Regions from separate parts of the Mus musculus genome. Here all the other regions are linked to region 1. A link is a contact called in public Hi-C, HiChIP or PLAC-seq and promoter capture Hi-C data. All regions are on one chromosome and are shown on one strand. The core of a region is the stretch at or near the end of the contact, and the rest is flanking DNA. Distances in the headings are between cores, read along the strand shown. Region 1 holds the start of 9530018F02Rik (a long non-coding RNA gene). Region 2 has its middle 34 kb from the start of Gm35440. Region 3 overlaps Gm35240 (a long non-coding RNA gene). Region 4 has its middle 52 kb from the start of Gm35240. Region 5 overlaps Gm35041 (a long non-coding RNA gene).

Evidence for each region. Promoter capture Hi-C pulls out the DNA fragments that hold promoters and counts their contacts. A called contact is a pair of places that touch in the nucleus more often than the background predicts. HiChIP or PLAC-seq counts read pairs in DNA pulled down with a chosen protein or histone mark.
Region 2: a contact with region 1 is called in an H3K4me3 HiChIP or PLAC-seq map of neural progenitor cells, with 11 times the contacts expected there. The contact joins the enhancer-like site here to the promoter of 9530018F02Rik in region 1. A contact is called at or near these places in 6 of 39 promoter capture datasets (the 3T3-L1 cell line, the C10 cell line, cranial neural crest and 3 more) and 9 of 115 datasets of contacts at active chromatin or transcription factors (bone marrow-derived macrophages, craniofacial prominence, embryonic forebrain and 6 more).
Region 3: a contact with region 1 is called in a Hi-C map of cerebellar granule neurons, with 2.3 times the contacts expected there. The contact joins the enhancer-like site here to the promoter of 9530018F02Rik in region 1. A contact is called at or near these places in 16 of 39 promoter capture datasets (the 3T3-L1 cell line, 3T3-L1-derived adipocytes, the C10 cell line and 9 more), 2 of 484 Hi-C or Micro-C datasets (bone marrow-derived macrophages and cerebellar granule neurons), 8 of 115 datasets of contacts at active chromatin or transcription factors (astrocytes, cardiomyocytes, embryonic basal ganglia and 5 more) and 1 of 9 other capture datasets (adipose tissue).
Region 4: a contact with region 1 is called in a promoter capture Hi-C map of liver. The contact joins the enhancer-like site here to the promoter of 9530018F02Rik in region 1. A contact is called at or near these places in 5 of 39 promoter capture datasets (the 3T3-L1 cell line, 3T3-L1-derived adipocytes, cranial neural crest and 2 more), 3 of 15 datasets of contacts at CTCF or cohesin (the NIH/3T3 cell line, large pre-B cells and pro-B cells), 4 of 484 Hi-C or Micro-C datasets (the HL-1 cell line, cortical neurons and liver), 11 of 115 datasets of contacts at active chromatin or transcription factors (the 230-238 cell line, VIP interneurons, bone marrow-derived macrophages and 6 more) and 2 of 9 other capture datasets (adipose tissue and liver).
Region 5: a contact with region 1 is called in an HNF4G HiChIP or PLAC-seq map of pancreatic cancer cells. The contact joins the enhancer-like site here to the promoter of 9530018F02Rik in region 1. A contact is called at or near these places in 7 of 39 promoter capture datasets (the C10 cell line, the HPC-7 cell line, embryonic stem cells and 2 more), 1 of 15 datasets of contacts at CTCF or cohesin (large pre-B cells), 17 of 484 Hi-C or Micro-C datasets (the AML12 cell line, the G1E-ER4 cell line, Th1 cells and 10 more), 17 of 115 datasets of contacts at active chromatin or transcription factors (the NIH/3T3 cell line, acute myeloid leukemia, bone marrow-derived macrophages and 12 more) and 1 of 9 other capture datasets (liver).

The regions. Positions count from the first base shown.
Region 1 is chr12:77,237,916-77,240,555 of GRCm38.p6, reverse strand. 9530018F02Rik (a long non-coding RNA gene) reads left to right here and starts at 1,330. Exons shown (of 1, transcript XR_003950200.1): 1 at 1,330-2,640. It overlaps Fut8 (fucosyltransferase 8), which reads right to left and starts at 2,452. Exons shown (of 12, transcript NM_016893.5): 1 at 2,357-2,452.
Region 2 is chr12:77,714,993-77,717,632 of GRCm38.p6, reverse strand. No RefSeq gene overlaps it. Among named protein-coding and RNA genes, the nearest start is that of Gm35440, 34 kb to the left of the region's middle. Within about 2 kb of position 1,337, at least 11 of the 459 cell types and tissues checked have an H3K27ac peak or open chromatin away from gene starts, as enhancers often do. A contact at or near this core is called in neural progenitor cells, where this site is marked.
Region 3 is chr12:77,596,508-77,599,147 of GRCm38.p6, reverse strand. The region is part of intron 2 of Gm35240 (a long non-coding RNA gene); the gene reads right to left. Among named protein-coding and RNA genes, the nearest start is that of Gm35240, 44 kb to the right of the region's middle. Within about 2 kb of position 1,352, at least 42 of the 459 cell types and tissues checked have an H3K27ac peak or open chromatin away from gene starts, as enhancers often do. A contact at or near this core is called in astrocytes, cerebellar granule neurons, embryonic limb bud and 1 more, where this site is marked.
Region 4 is chr12:77,500,616-77,503,255 of GRCm38.p6, reverse strand. No RefSeq gene overlaps it. Among named protein-coding and RNA genes, the nearest start is that of Gm35240, 52 kb to the left of the region's middle. Within about 2 kb of position 1,290, at least 19 of the 459 cell types and tissues checked have an H3K27ac peak or open chromatin away from gene starts, as enhancers often do. A contact at or near this core is called in extraembryonic endoderm stem cells and liver, where this site is marked.
Region 5 is chr12:76,980,536-76,983,175 of GRCm38.p6, reverse strand. All of the region lies in intron 1 of Gm35041 (a long non-coding RNA gene), which reads right to left. Among named protein-coding and RNA genes, the nearest start is that of Gm35041, 9.4 kb to the right of the region's middle. Within about 2 kb of position 1,310, at least 35 of the 459 cell types and tissues checked have an H3K27ac peak or open chromatin away from gene starts, as enhancers often do. A contact at or near this core is called in differentiating embryonic stem cells, olfactory sensory neurons and pancreatic cancer cells, where this site is marked.

The DNA of each region.
Region 1 (2,640 bases), core at 81-2,580:
TGCTTACAGCCTAGTCGTCTCTTGTTCCCTACATTTTCACTCGGCCTGCAATTTCAAATGCTATATATATGTGTGTTAAAATACTGTCGTATTTATAATTAAGACTTCTTATCAGAAGGACAGCAATGTACAGGAGCGTACTATTGTCAGAGACTCCTATGTTGCCTTAAAGAAAAGAAGCATCTTACTTCTTTGCTTCAGTATATAATTTCTCCCCTAAAATACTTTATATATGATATACCCTTTAAAAGAAGTATGCATATTACACAGAACTTTAACCAAGAAAATAAATAAGCACTTAACCCCAGGAAGAACAAGACAACTAAAATAAAACCTTCTTAAGAGTTTCTACGGAGCAAAGGCAAAGTTAAGTCAGTGACTTGTGATAAATTTAACTCTTAAATTGATAAAAACTTCCATTGCATTTGTTCCCTGAAACCTTTAAGTTCGGAGTGATCTACGGGAGGTACGGGAGGATATGGTTTTCCTGGGCTCACCTTCTTGCGTTTTCTTAAAAGTAACGTGCAGAATTAGACACAAGGAAAAACACTACTTTCTTTGCTTTTCTCCAAGGCCTCCACGTTTAAGGCAAAGCGCTAAAAGCTCACCAGGGTGCGAAACCCTAACCATGACAGTGCCATTTAACTTAAGAATTACGTCTCTGAGGATTGCAAAGCCCACATCCAGAGAACAGGTGCTGCTACCGACAAACCACCCCAACTCCAGCAGGACAGACCTCCGCTGAGCTGATATGACTCATTTAACCTTCCCAAATAAGTTGAGACACTCCACAGCCTCCAGCTTGTCATTCGCAGATCAAAGGGAGGGGATACCGAGGCACCCAGGCCATTAACTACCCTGCCTCAGCCACTAGCCAGAACGCATCTTTGTGCAGGTTCACTCTGATTTCCAGCCCCAGAAGCCCACACAGCAAAGCAAAGCAAAGGAACCCACCTTCCCACGGTCTGACCGTGGGGACCCGGCTGCGGGGGCAAGGAGCGGCAGATGCAGAGATTCGCTGAGGGACACCTCCCACCCCGCCCCCATCCCATAGGTCCTGGGATGCCCGACGCCGCGGCGCCCCTCACCCAAGGGGCCAAGGCTACGCCGGGGTGTCCCGGAGGCTCCCTCCCCACTTTTCCCGGGGCCGCTGGCTGAGCAACGGCTGCAGCAGTTGCAGCAACAGGCCCGGTATCGGCGGGAGGACGAAGGAGCGCCCCGAGCCCAGGCTCCACAGAGCCCGCGCCCGCCCCGTCCTGGAGTCCGCGGCGCGCGGGGCCCGGCTCCCTAACGCCCCCTTACCCGAGGCGGGAGCGAGGCGGTCGGCGCCGTCCCCCGTCGCCGCCGCCGCTGCCTCCAGCTGCAGCTGGCCGCGGCGGGAGAGTGGGAGGGGTGCTGGGGTGGAGGATGCTACTCCCGACTGAAGGGAGAGGAAGAAACGGAAACAGGAACCGCGGCCGCCGCTTAACGGAGCCTTCGGCGCCACTGACTGAGGGAAAGCGCAAGGCGGCGCGAGCCAGGCAGCGGCTGACAGCGCGAGACCGAGCGCGAGCCGGGTCCAGGACGCGCGACCCCGAGCAGCGCCGGCCCCATTCCGTGAGGAAAGGGAGGGACGGGTTGGCTGGGAGCCGGGGAGGGGGCGGCGGGGGCCTGGAGCCCAGAGAACCCGGCCACTCGGGTCGGCCCGAGACCACGCGCGCACGCGCCGGAGTGGCTCCGACCGGGAGCGCAGGCGGGGAAGCCGCCGGCCGGCGCGAGCGAGGGAGCGAGCGAGCGAGCGTGCGCGCGCGGAGAGGGGCGCGCGCCCCTCGGCGTCCCAGCCTGCTGGGGGAGGGCGCGCATGCGCCGGCCGCGGCCTCCTCCAGCGACCCTGGCATGTGCACAGGCTCCGCCCCGTCCCCTTCCTCTCTGTGCGGGTGGACAGCGGAGCTGCAGCATCCACCGGGCCACGGCGGGACCCGAGTTCCAGCCGGACAGCGGCCGCGCGCGGGCTCCGGCTTTGGTCTCTACAGGCGAAGGCCGCCTGAGGGTCGGAGGCTGAGGGGAGCAGCGCTCCCCACGCCCTGGCCGGCCTGGCCCACCACCCAGAGGCGCACCCCGCTGGGGCTCAATAGGGCTCTGTACTAGTTTCGGGGTACTCTCTGCTGCTCATCCGCTGAGGCACCAGCACACAGTGCCACCTCGGCTCCGGGCGGTCCGGCTACCCTGCGGGCTCTGTCTTCATCTGAAGAGAAAGAACCCCGCAGAGCCCGAGTTCGAAGCCCGGCCGTTCGCAGCCGCTGCTGCCTCAGCCCTTCGGAGGCGGAAGTTTATTGAGTACAGGAGAGGAGAGGCTTTTCCCTAGGATGCTTCCTACCCGCTCGCACTCGGGGATCCTGACGCCCGCGATGCTGAGCCGAGTGCCGAAGGGCTACCTCCGACAGACCGTCCGGGAGGGCGAGCTGGGCGGGAGGACCCAGCCGCGCAGCCAGGGCACACAAAGTAGTCGCGGGCCGAAGGGGTGCTGCCGGGGCCAATCAGAGCGGGAAAACCAGTGAGTGGAGTGCGAACTGGCCAATCAGAGGGCCGGAAGATGAGCTTCCCGTGCCGAACTCTTCCCTGTAGCCTGGGGACCAGATCCCAAGCCTGAGGACTCAGCCG
Region 2 (2,640 bases), core at 88-2,587, 480 kb before region 1:
GTGGTCCCTCCTCCTCAGTCTGTCTAATCTGAGATCAGCTTGTTCCTACAGCAGCCACTCCTCATGACTTCTGCCAGGGAGGCAAGATGGATGGTTGAAACAGGAACTCCCGAATAAGGAGGCAGAAGAACCCATGCTTCAACCCTCCGTCCTTTTCTCCCTTTCTTTCTTCATAACCAGTTACCCTGTGCTGACCACCCAACTGCCCCATCGCTGCTAACCCATAGAGGTATTTCTGTCTGTACTCTCAGGTGTTCTTACAGGTACCCAGGCCTCTTCCTGTAAATAGCCCAGTGAACCAACTATTGCTGGATTGGACTAGTGATTTCCTTGTCCCTGAAGGGGGTTCTGGAATATTCTAAGAACTGTTAAGTTTTCAAATTCTGGAAAGTTGAGTTCCTAAAACTAAACACCACCACCCCAAACCCAGACTTCCTGACTACTAGAAACTCCCCACTCTCAACCTATGAGAAGGTAAAATTAGCAGGTGAGGTGTGCTGGCCCCAACATGCCTCTGTAGATAGAAGGTTGATGAAGATCTGATCTTACCTTTCTTTACTTGAAGCAAGTAGTTAGATGGGCTAGTGGGACAATTCTTTAAGAGATTAAGTCACAAACTAGTACAAGCTTTGAAGCTAGATTTCCAGACTTGCTCCACTCTTTGTTAATTCACTAATTTACATCCCAGCCTCCATCCCCACTACCATAAAATGAGAACAGTTAGCACTGTATTCAAGATTGTAGTGAAGATTAAATGAGACGATGCTCCTGGTGTATTTACCTCTATAGCTAACATCTTGCCTAATTTTAAGAAGTTGACTGTAAGACATGCTTCAACCCACACATAACTTCACCCTCACCTTCAAAGCTATGTAATTTCTTTGCATTGCTCAGTTTTCCCCCATACAACCTGTAGAATCCTGAACTTGTCTTCATAGTGATCCAGCTTACCCTTTCACAAAACTAAAGGACATATTAAGAGTATGTTCTAAGAGGAACATACAGTGAACAAAATCCTAGCTCTACTAATTAGACATTGGGAAAGGTCAACATTTTTGAAGTTCAGTCTCTTCCATTTAAACTTAGATAACAGAATATATAAAGATCAAGGATAATATTCTCATCCCATAGAAGTTCTTTAGAAACTTCGGTTATTGCTACTTCTGAATACTCCAGGCTCCCCCAGCCTTGTTGGGAGTGATGCTAATGGCCAGCAACACAATTGAACAATTGTAAATAAGCTTGCTTCCCTAATCACTGAGCCTGCAAGTCCATGCAGCCAAGAGAGAGCCAGCAGACAGCTGTGTCTCTCAGCCCTGGCTGCACATTAGAATCACAGAGGGAGCTCTTCAACCTCCAGTGCCCTCTGCAGACCCCGGACCAATTAGGCCAGGCTCTGGAGGAGGGGCTCTGGGTCCAGCCTCAGAATTCGTAATGTTTCCCTGGTGATACCAATATGCCCTCCAGGTGGGGAAACTCTGGGCTGCTTCTCCAACATTAATGTGCATATTTAACACCTAGGAGACATATTAAAATGCAAAGCCTGATTGAGAAGGCCTGGGATGGGGCCAGACTCTGAATTTCTAATGAGCTTCTAGGTGATGTAAGGGCTAAAGAAGACTCACTCTGGTTATCAAGATAAAGCAACCCTGAGCCTGGTACTTGGGGGAATGAACAGAAAAATTATAGAATAAAGCCTTGAGCTCCAAAAGCAAAATGGCCCTGGGACCATTTTAAAAAAGAGTCGAGTAGCCCTCTAGGAACATCTAGGAATATCTCTACACCACAACAATGCCAGGGTTAATGGTCAAAGTTATGACCCCAAGTCTCTGAGAAAATTATACTTGCACAGCGTAGTCTTTCTCCGTCGGTTTGGTTTACAACAAGGAAGTACTGCAGATGGAGTGACTTATTAACACTAAGCATATTTATGGTGGTTCTGAACACTGAAGGCTGAGATAAGAGAGGGGTAGGCAGGCTCTGACAAGGAACTTCTAGTTCGCTGATGACTCGCAAGGGAACAGGATGACAATGTTTTCTAACCTTCCCTTCATAAGGGTACGCATGCCATGTCAGAAGTGACTTCTTCCATGACCTGATCATCTCCCACACAGCCCACCTCCTAAAACTCTCACCTTAAGAGTCAGAATGCCCTTGTACATTCACAGACATTTATCAAACATTAATATTGCAGTATTAAACATTTTGGGGACTCATGAGAAAGTTTATCTCTGATTGTAAGAGATAAGTTATAGGCATCTCTTTCTGTGAGAGGAAAAAAAAATCAACCCGTTTATGCCAATTACTGTGCTTCTTCATTCATCACTCAGACACAAGATTCTTCAAGTCCCCAAACCTGACAAGACAGCACGATTGTTTCCCCTATCCACCCTCCTCCCTTCTTCATAAAAGAGTCACACCTTTTACTTCATTGACACTGGGCCAGGCAGTGATGATTTGTTTTGGACCAATAGTTTGAGTGGGTACGGCATGCCACAGGCCCTTTCCAAGCAGAAGTCCCAGAGGGGAGGGCTGTCACATGACTTTTTTGTTGTTCTTTTCCTCGGACTCAAGTAGGAGTGGATTTCTCATCCTGGCTCTCCAAATGAAAGAGGCATAAGCAGTTTACATCTGACGGGT
Region 3 (2,640 bases), core at 103-2,602, 360 kb before region 1:
TCATACAATCCAGCTCAATCCAGTCAAGTCTACTCTGGGCTCTCCTAGATGTCCCTCCCTCTAATTACACTCTCCATTTTATCTACAATGAACCATCTCCTCCACCATAGCCAGGAGCAGTCATGTTTTCCTTTTCTTCTTTTTATTTATTTATTTTTCATTAACCTAGCACTCATGTAAAAGAAAAAAGAAAAAAAAAACATTGTGTAACCTCCAGAGGGTAGACAGACAAATCCCTGGGACTTGCTGGCTAGCCAGTCTAGCAGAAGTGGCGAGTTTCAGGTTCAGTAAGAAACCCTGACTCAATAAGTAAGGTAGAGAAGTACCAGTGTCTACTTCCATTCTTTGTATGCTCATGCAATGGCAAATAGCCCATGTATATACTCAGATATACACTTTGTGTATATGTGCATGTCACGCCCGTGCACATGCACCCAGGGCACTTTCTCGGCCGATTCATCTACAAACCATACAGGAAACATGTGGGGCATCACCCCTAACAAGTTTGGCAGAGGTGCTGTAACTGGTTGAGAAGGCATGCTTACTTCAGCATCACTCCTTTTTTCGCTTAAGTTTCTGACTAACAGGCTCCTGGAGTGACGGTGTTTAATTGACACTGGCCAGAGAGGCGTTTGCCAAGTTTGATGCTCTGCCTTTTACATGCTGCAGTAGGCCACACTCGGGAACAGCTCTTCATCCGTCTGCCCCTGACCTTCCTGGCCAGCCTTCTTTTCCTGGGGAACAGTGTGCATCTGAGTGAACCTCCCAGCTTCTAGGGCTTTCTGGTTTGATTATCTTGAGTGAGCTATTTAACCTCACGGGCCTCTGTTTCCTCGACTACCTTAGATCTTGGGGAGGAATTCAATGAGAAAATGTATCTAAAGCTTTTATGTGGTGTGTGATTCTTGTGACAAGCACTCATTAAGTGTTAGCTCTCATTACTGTCAGTTTGACAGATCCCAGGCTTGTTGGAGCTGAGCTGAGCTGGAGAGCTTTCCCTTGCTCAGCACAGGGAAGCTGGGAAGGCAGACAGAATAATGCCCTACTGCCCCCAACATGGCCACATTCCAGAACCTGGGGAATGTTGTTTTCCATAGCCAGGTTTAAGACACAGTGTGGGGTAAGTAGGGTATTTGGCTAGCATGAGCAGGGCCCTGGTTCAATCCCTAACACCCTGGGTGTGGGAGAGGACTTTGCTGTCGTATGATCCAATATAATTACAGGGTCTTCACACACACACACACAAAAGCAGCCAAAAGCATCAAAATTTTCAGATGAGGCAGCAAAGCTGAGGTCATGAAGCAGAGGTTGTGCTGCTGTGCTGCTGGCCTCCATGCTGGGGCTTGGGGGAGGAGCTAAAGAATGTAAGCAGCCCCTGGAAGCAGGGAAAGGTGGACTTAGATCCTTTCCTATGGTCTCTAGAAGGAACTTAGTCCTGCCAAGACCCAGAGGTCACAGTAGGGAGGATTCTGAATTTCTGAGCTGTGGGATAATTAAGTCACAGTCATTTAAACCAGAACAAGCACACAAGCACACAGAGGAATGGCAGAGGCCTTTGAGGCTAGTCAGAAGCACAGGGAGATGGGCCAGGGTGCACCTGAGATAGGTACCTCATCCCATGTCATCCCATCCCATCCCATCCCATCCCATCCCATCCCATCCCATCCCATCCCATCCCACCAGAGGGCTCTCAGAGGAAGGTCCTCAGCATGCAGAGAAGAGCAGCTACTGGCCATTCCTGTGAAATCTCAGGCTTACTGGAGGCTCTACACAGCTCCCGGAGGAGGTAGGGACTATGCCATAATGACATCCCAAAATAGAGGACAGGACAATGCGAATGAATGCCATTTTAAAAAGGGGGGCTTTTCTCTCCTCAAAATGCCACAGAGGAAGGGTATTGTGGGAAGTTGGGGCAGCGATCCTGGCTGTGGCTTCAGTAGGCTTCTGAGGAGTTTGTGCCAAAAGGACATACACTTCTTAGACAGCTTAGAAGACCTGTCTCATCTCTCCATAGTCTCTGTACCTTTTTTATTTCCCCTAGAAGTCAGCACTCAATCATACTTATTAAATGAACAAATCAATGAGCGGATGCATATGTGAATAGACAAGTAAAGAGATTCCAAATATTATCACAAAATATCCCCATTTGTCTTGACTTGGAGTAGGGGGCAGGGAGTTAAATATAGGCTGGGGGAAGTTTCTTTTAATCTTGCTAGGAAGGACCTGAAAAGCAAATCTCCTGCCTGCTGTCAGACAGGCTGGCAGGTGTCCTTGGGCCCAGAATAGAAAGGTGGTTCAGAGCCCTGGTTGCTATTGCTGTCGTTGGTATGCAGACAAATGCTCTCAGCATATTCGGAATCTGAGAGGGTGGATGCTAATAACCCATAATCAATGTTGCATTTGCCAAGGGCCAAAAGAAAAATGAACCTTTAATTGACCAAGATTTGCCATCAATCAATGATGTAACTTTAGTCAGGAAAAACCAACAGAGTACTGAGCCGGACACCCAACTGTGAGAGCTGCTCTCCATTGGGGTAGAGAATGAAAAATGTGGATCTGTGCATGTCTCATGGGGCTGGGGCCATAACTCATGGTGAAAAACAACACCTTTTATATCTGTCTCCCAATCTCCTGTTTTCT
Region 4 (2,640 bases), core at 41-2,540, 260 kb before region 1:
GGCTGGTGAGTACAGCCAGGTGTGCAGATTTCATGATCCCACCTCTGGGTTAGTAATGGCTCTGCCTCCAGTGGTAACTCTTGTCCTTCCCCACAGAGAGGAAAGCTGGGACACTTGTGTAAATTATGTCCGGTATTTTGGGCAAATTGGGGGCAGGCAAAAGCTTTTGCAGTTTGCTCTTCCTTAATTGCCTCAAGCACAGAATAATTCTTGTGTTAAGGAGACCTATTTGGGATGACATGTTTTGGTTTCCTTAAAAACCCGTGTGTCAGGCTTGACAATGGGCAATTATAAAGGCTTTGCTCATCAGGGTCTGTGGTAGAGGAAGGGGAGGAAGCACCACTCCCCACCCAAACCCTGAACACACACACACACACACACACACACACACACACACACACACACGCACACACGCATATCTTGGGAGCAAGCTCTGTTCCAACTACGTTTTTTCTCCTGGTGCTCACCCTTGTTTCCAAGGCCGGTGAAACCTCCAGAGCCTTCATCTAGGCCTGCACTTCAGGGAGACATCCCATCTCATGTCTATCTGTACTGACTGCCTTGGCCCAGAGAACTTGTGCTATGTGTGGGAAAATGGGGTCAGGCAATTCCTGCTTGTGCCACAGCAGCAACTGATCGAAAGCTCACCGTGTCCATTGTTGGTGTCCTGCTTTCACTGGTTACTACTGAGATCTGACAGCTCAGCCCTCTCCCAATTCTCTGAACTCCTAAAAGTTATCAGGAAGTTGTGGGAGGAGACACAGTATCCATGGCTACCCCAGATTCCAGCTGGACAAAACAGTCACAGTTCTAGGAAAAACTAATGCTATCACTAAAGAAGATGAACTCCAGAGACAGAAAGCCAAGTTCCTGGGTTAAAGTGATGGTCACCAGGTTGGCCAAGGTCAGACATGGGCCAGTGACACTGGTGTTATTGCAGTCCCCATGATTCCATCTCCACCTGTCAGCTGAAGCGGTCTGGGAATTAATTTCCCTGGATAGCTTTATATTGAAAGACTCAAAAAGGGCCAGCTGATATGTAAAAAGGCTTACATTTGGCCTTTGAGCGCAGCATTTCAGTGGCTGTCATCTGCACGAGTTCCCTAGAAAGATTTTCCAAAGGACTCGGACGTTAATCTCTGACCTTTGAGAGTTTGTTCCTAGTTTGAAAACAAGGCTCAGGCATGTGGCCAGTTTTAGATAAAGTTTTGAACAAGAAGTTGTTAGCCTACAGGACGAAGGTCAGTGCAAACAAGACAGACAGAAGAAGCCAAACAGGCACAGCTGCCCAGGGGAGGCCAGAGGTCAGGCAAAGCCTTGGGTACCAGAACCTGCACAGCACATGGCTCCTCTTTCCTTCTGGGAATGTGACTGCACAAGCCCAGGTCTCTTTGTCTGGGTCCACTGTCCTGCTCCTTCAAACCCTACCCTTTTCTGCTTGTTCTTCCTCCTTACGTCCCAACACAGCCACTGTGGCCCCCTGTGTGGTCTTTCAGGGCCAGCACAACTTCTGTATCCCTCTGTTCAGTGTTTGGAACCAAGCCATGCCATTGGTGGTGGCCCGTCTATGAGTGTGAGCCTGAGGGTCAGATGCTTCCTTTCAGCTGCTATCAGCTGTGACTGAGGGCTCTGTAGGAGGGAAGCAATGCCATCTGTGCTCACACAGACAGGGAGATCAAGGACATACTGAAATGGATGCCCAAAAGTTGGGGACATAAGGGGGAGTGTGTGTGTCACATAAGAATAGAGAAAGAGCTTTCTTTAATGTAATTTTACAGTGGAAATATTACTTTTTTAAAATGTCATCTTAGTTGTTTTGTTGTTGTTGTTGTTGTTGTTGCTGCTGCTGCTGATTGTGTGTGTAAGACTCAGACTGGCTTCAAGCTCACAATCCTCCTGCCTCAGCACCCTGAATGCGGAGACTGTATGCATACACCACCACACCCAGATCATCTGTTGGTTCTGATGACAGAGCCAGATCCCTAAAACAAGAAGGTAACAATCATCAAACTGTCTCTTGGCCACAGGGAAGGACCAGGGCTCATCCAAAGCCATGTTTTCTAGTGATCAACCAACAAAAGATCCCTGTGGTCCTTTCTGGAATAGTCATTTGATGGCTGTGGGCCTTTTCATAAGGAGAAATGAAGAAATGAGGAAAAATCCTTAGCATAGAAGGGGGTACTGTTACTTTAATATTAGCATTGCTTTCAGATCTTGAGATATATATATCTTGTCTCATATATATGTGTGTGTGTGTGTGTGTGTGTGTGTGTCATGAGAAAAAAATACCACAGAAGGAGACCCAAGTTCCTCTTGCAGCCTGCTCTGGTGGCAGGAAAGATGCCAACAAGCCCTGTGCTCATGACACTGGAAATGATGGCCGCTATCATTGGCCAGAAAACTCCAAGGGCAGCGCCAGCACCAGTGCCAGATGCCCAGAAACTGCTGCTAACAAAGCAGGGTTGCTCCCAGGTGACTGGGGTTTGACGGGAGAACTGAGGCCTGAAGGATAGAGTTGCCACATACCAGAATCAGGAGGGTTTATGGAAGTCAGTTATTACTACAGACCTCTGACCCTTCTCTCTGACTCACTCTTTCAGCCTGAAGCCACTGAATACCCTTACCTAAAAGGGATGAGAC
Region 5 (2,640 bases), core at 61-2,560, 260 kb after region 1:
TGGGTGATCAGCCCAGACACAATGTAACAGCGCTTTCCCTGCCTCTCTTCAATACCTGGACTTTGGCTGGATCGTAAAAGGGCTGGAAACGTCCACTTTCCACTGGGTGGTGTCCCTATCCAATGCATTGGTCATTAGGCGTTGCCAGAAGCCTAGGAGATGATAAGAAGTCTGACCAGCTCATAGGAGCATTGTTTACTGAATTCCTTGTAAACAGGTCCACGTGGCACTGACCTCTGGCCCACGGCCTCCTGACAGGCCTCCTCCCTGTTTCCACAGGAAGAACCTATGTGAGAGGAGACTTCAAGAAGGCATTCTCTATAAAGGAAGGCAGTAGAATTGTTTTCTCCAGTGCTGGCCTCAGACCCAAGCAAGAGGTACCCTTGCCCAAGGCTCACACATTAAAAGGTTCCTCTGGGGGGGGGGGGGGAGTATGGGGGACTTTTGGGATAGCATTGGAAATGTAAAAGGAAAATACCTAATAAAATATATTAAAAAAAAAAAGGCTCCTCTCTGACACTTGTGATCCAAGTACTCAAGAGGCAGAGGTAGGAGAAGTATTGCAAGTTTGAAGCCAGTCTGACCTGCATGGCAAATTCTAGAGAGCCAGGAATACAAAGTAAGACCTCATCTAATTAAAAAAAAAAAAAATTCAAATACAGTCTCTGGCAGCCACCCCCTTCTGGGGCCAAAGGATGTCCCTGGGCTGCATCCTCTTTTCCTAAGGCCAAGTACAAGCTCCCCAAACCCACAGGGGTCCCAGGAGTGAGTGGTGAGTGTGGAGAAGGAGATGCAGCGTGGGCGTGGGTAGGCTTGTTTCTAAGTTGCATACCTTTCTGCCAGATGATACTTCAAGAGAGTAGAGTGTTCAGTGTGCCCCCTCCCTTGTAAATTAGAGGGCTAAACCCAAGGCCTAGATATGTAGCCCTGTAGAAGACTAGGCTTGCATGCACAAGGTAGTGAGTCACTCCCTAGCACCCTAATAAATAAGCCCACTCATCTTTGATCTGCAAAACCCGGGCTGTAAGCACAAAGGCTGAAGTGTTTGTCCCCGAGTTAACCAAACTGAACGAGTTCAACACCCCACTGGCAGAGAGTGAATAACTCAGATACTGCCCACAGGAGTTTATGGGTAACACAAGTGCCAGAGTGCTTGAGGTGGTCACTGTGGATCTCCGCATGGGGCAGGAGGCCTGGTTGCTCTCTGCCGCTGGGAAGCCAAGCTTTTGTTTTCAACCGGCAAGAAGCATGTGCTGAGCACCTGTTGGCTGGCAGCTCAAAGCTTTCCTTTCTCTCTCCCAGAGGTACCAGTTTGCTGCCCTGGAGGGAACCAGAGGCAAGCTGCTCAGAATAACAAGCCTGGTGAGACTAAATGGGGCCCAGCCCGTGTTACTTGCGGAAGGGCCAAAGGGAAAAGAAAACCTGGAGTAGAGACTGGCTCTGGAGCGATCAGTCGCCTAAATGGTGGGCACCAGGCAGGCCTCCTTCTTGGTCTTGAAGATTCTCATACCATGGAAGAAAGCCCCTAGGTCTGGTTGTTGACGTGTACAGTGAGGAGGAAGGAGAAAAGAGGCCAGTGAGTCAGGCTGAGTGGTCAGGCCAGGTTAGCCTATGACTCAGCTCTAAGAAAGCTGAAGGTTGCAGGAGGCTAGCTCCTGACCACTCCCACTCGGCGGCTGAGGAGTAGTCAGGTATGAGGACGAGAAGCCAGAGCTCTGAGAAGCCAGAGCTCTAGGGAAGGAGGTAAGCACGCGTGGCATGTGTGGAACAGGGTCTTTCCTTGATTGCCCAGTCGCCCTGTCTCCTGGCAATGGCTTTGGATCCTGGACATCCTTGCCTTATCACGACAGATATGCATTGTAACTTGGCGGTAAGAGAGTACAGATCGAAGTCCGACTGTCTGAGTTCAAATCCCAACCCTCGTACTCAGCTGTGAGGCTTCTGTGCCCAACTACATGAGACAGGTATCAGAAAGCTGTCACCAAAAAAAGGTATATGATACCAGGCACAAAATAATAAGCACAATAAAAATCTGTGAAATAAACACATGAGTACAAGTCTGGGCTGGAATATAGCTAGTGGTCGGATGTGTGCTTAGCATACACAGGGTCCTGAACTCAATCTCCTGCACCACAAGAAAAAAAAAATGTATTTATTTTCTATGCCTCCACAAGAAGGGAAAAGTCATTACTTGCTAGTGTTAGAATACATTGAGCCCCAGAGAGGCTTTTCCAAGGATTTCTCATGAATAAAGAAAAACGCAGTGTCAACTTGTAAGAACACCATGGAACAGAAATCATACTCCATCTAAGTTCTCACTGTAGAAAAGTTGACGCAAACATTATCCTCAAGGGACTGGACAAGTGGCTCAATGATTAAGAGAACTAACTGTTCTGCCAGTGAACCCAGATCAGTTCCCAGCACCCACAATGGGCAACCCACAGTTACCTGCTAACTCCACCTCCAGGGCATCTGATGCCCTCTTCTGGACGCCATGGTGCCTGCACTCATGCAGCATACATTCAGCATACACATAAATAAAATAAAATCACTCTTCAGTAAACCCAGTCCCAACTCGAATTACTCCCTGGAACTGTTATAAACAGTAATTATCTTAACCAAAGGTGCTTATGTTACTTA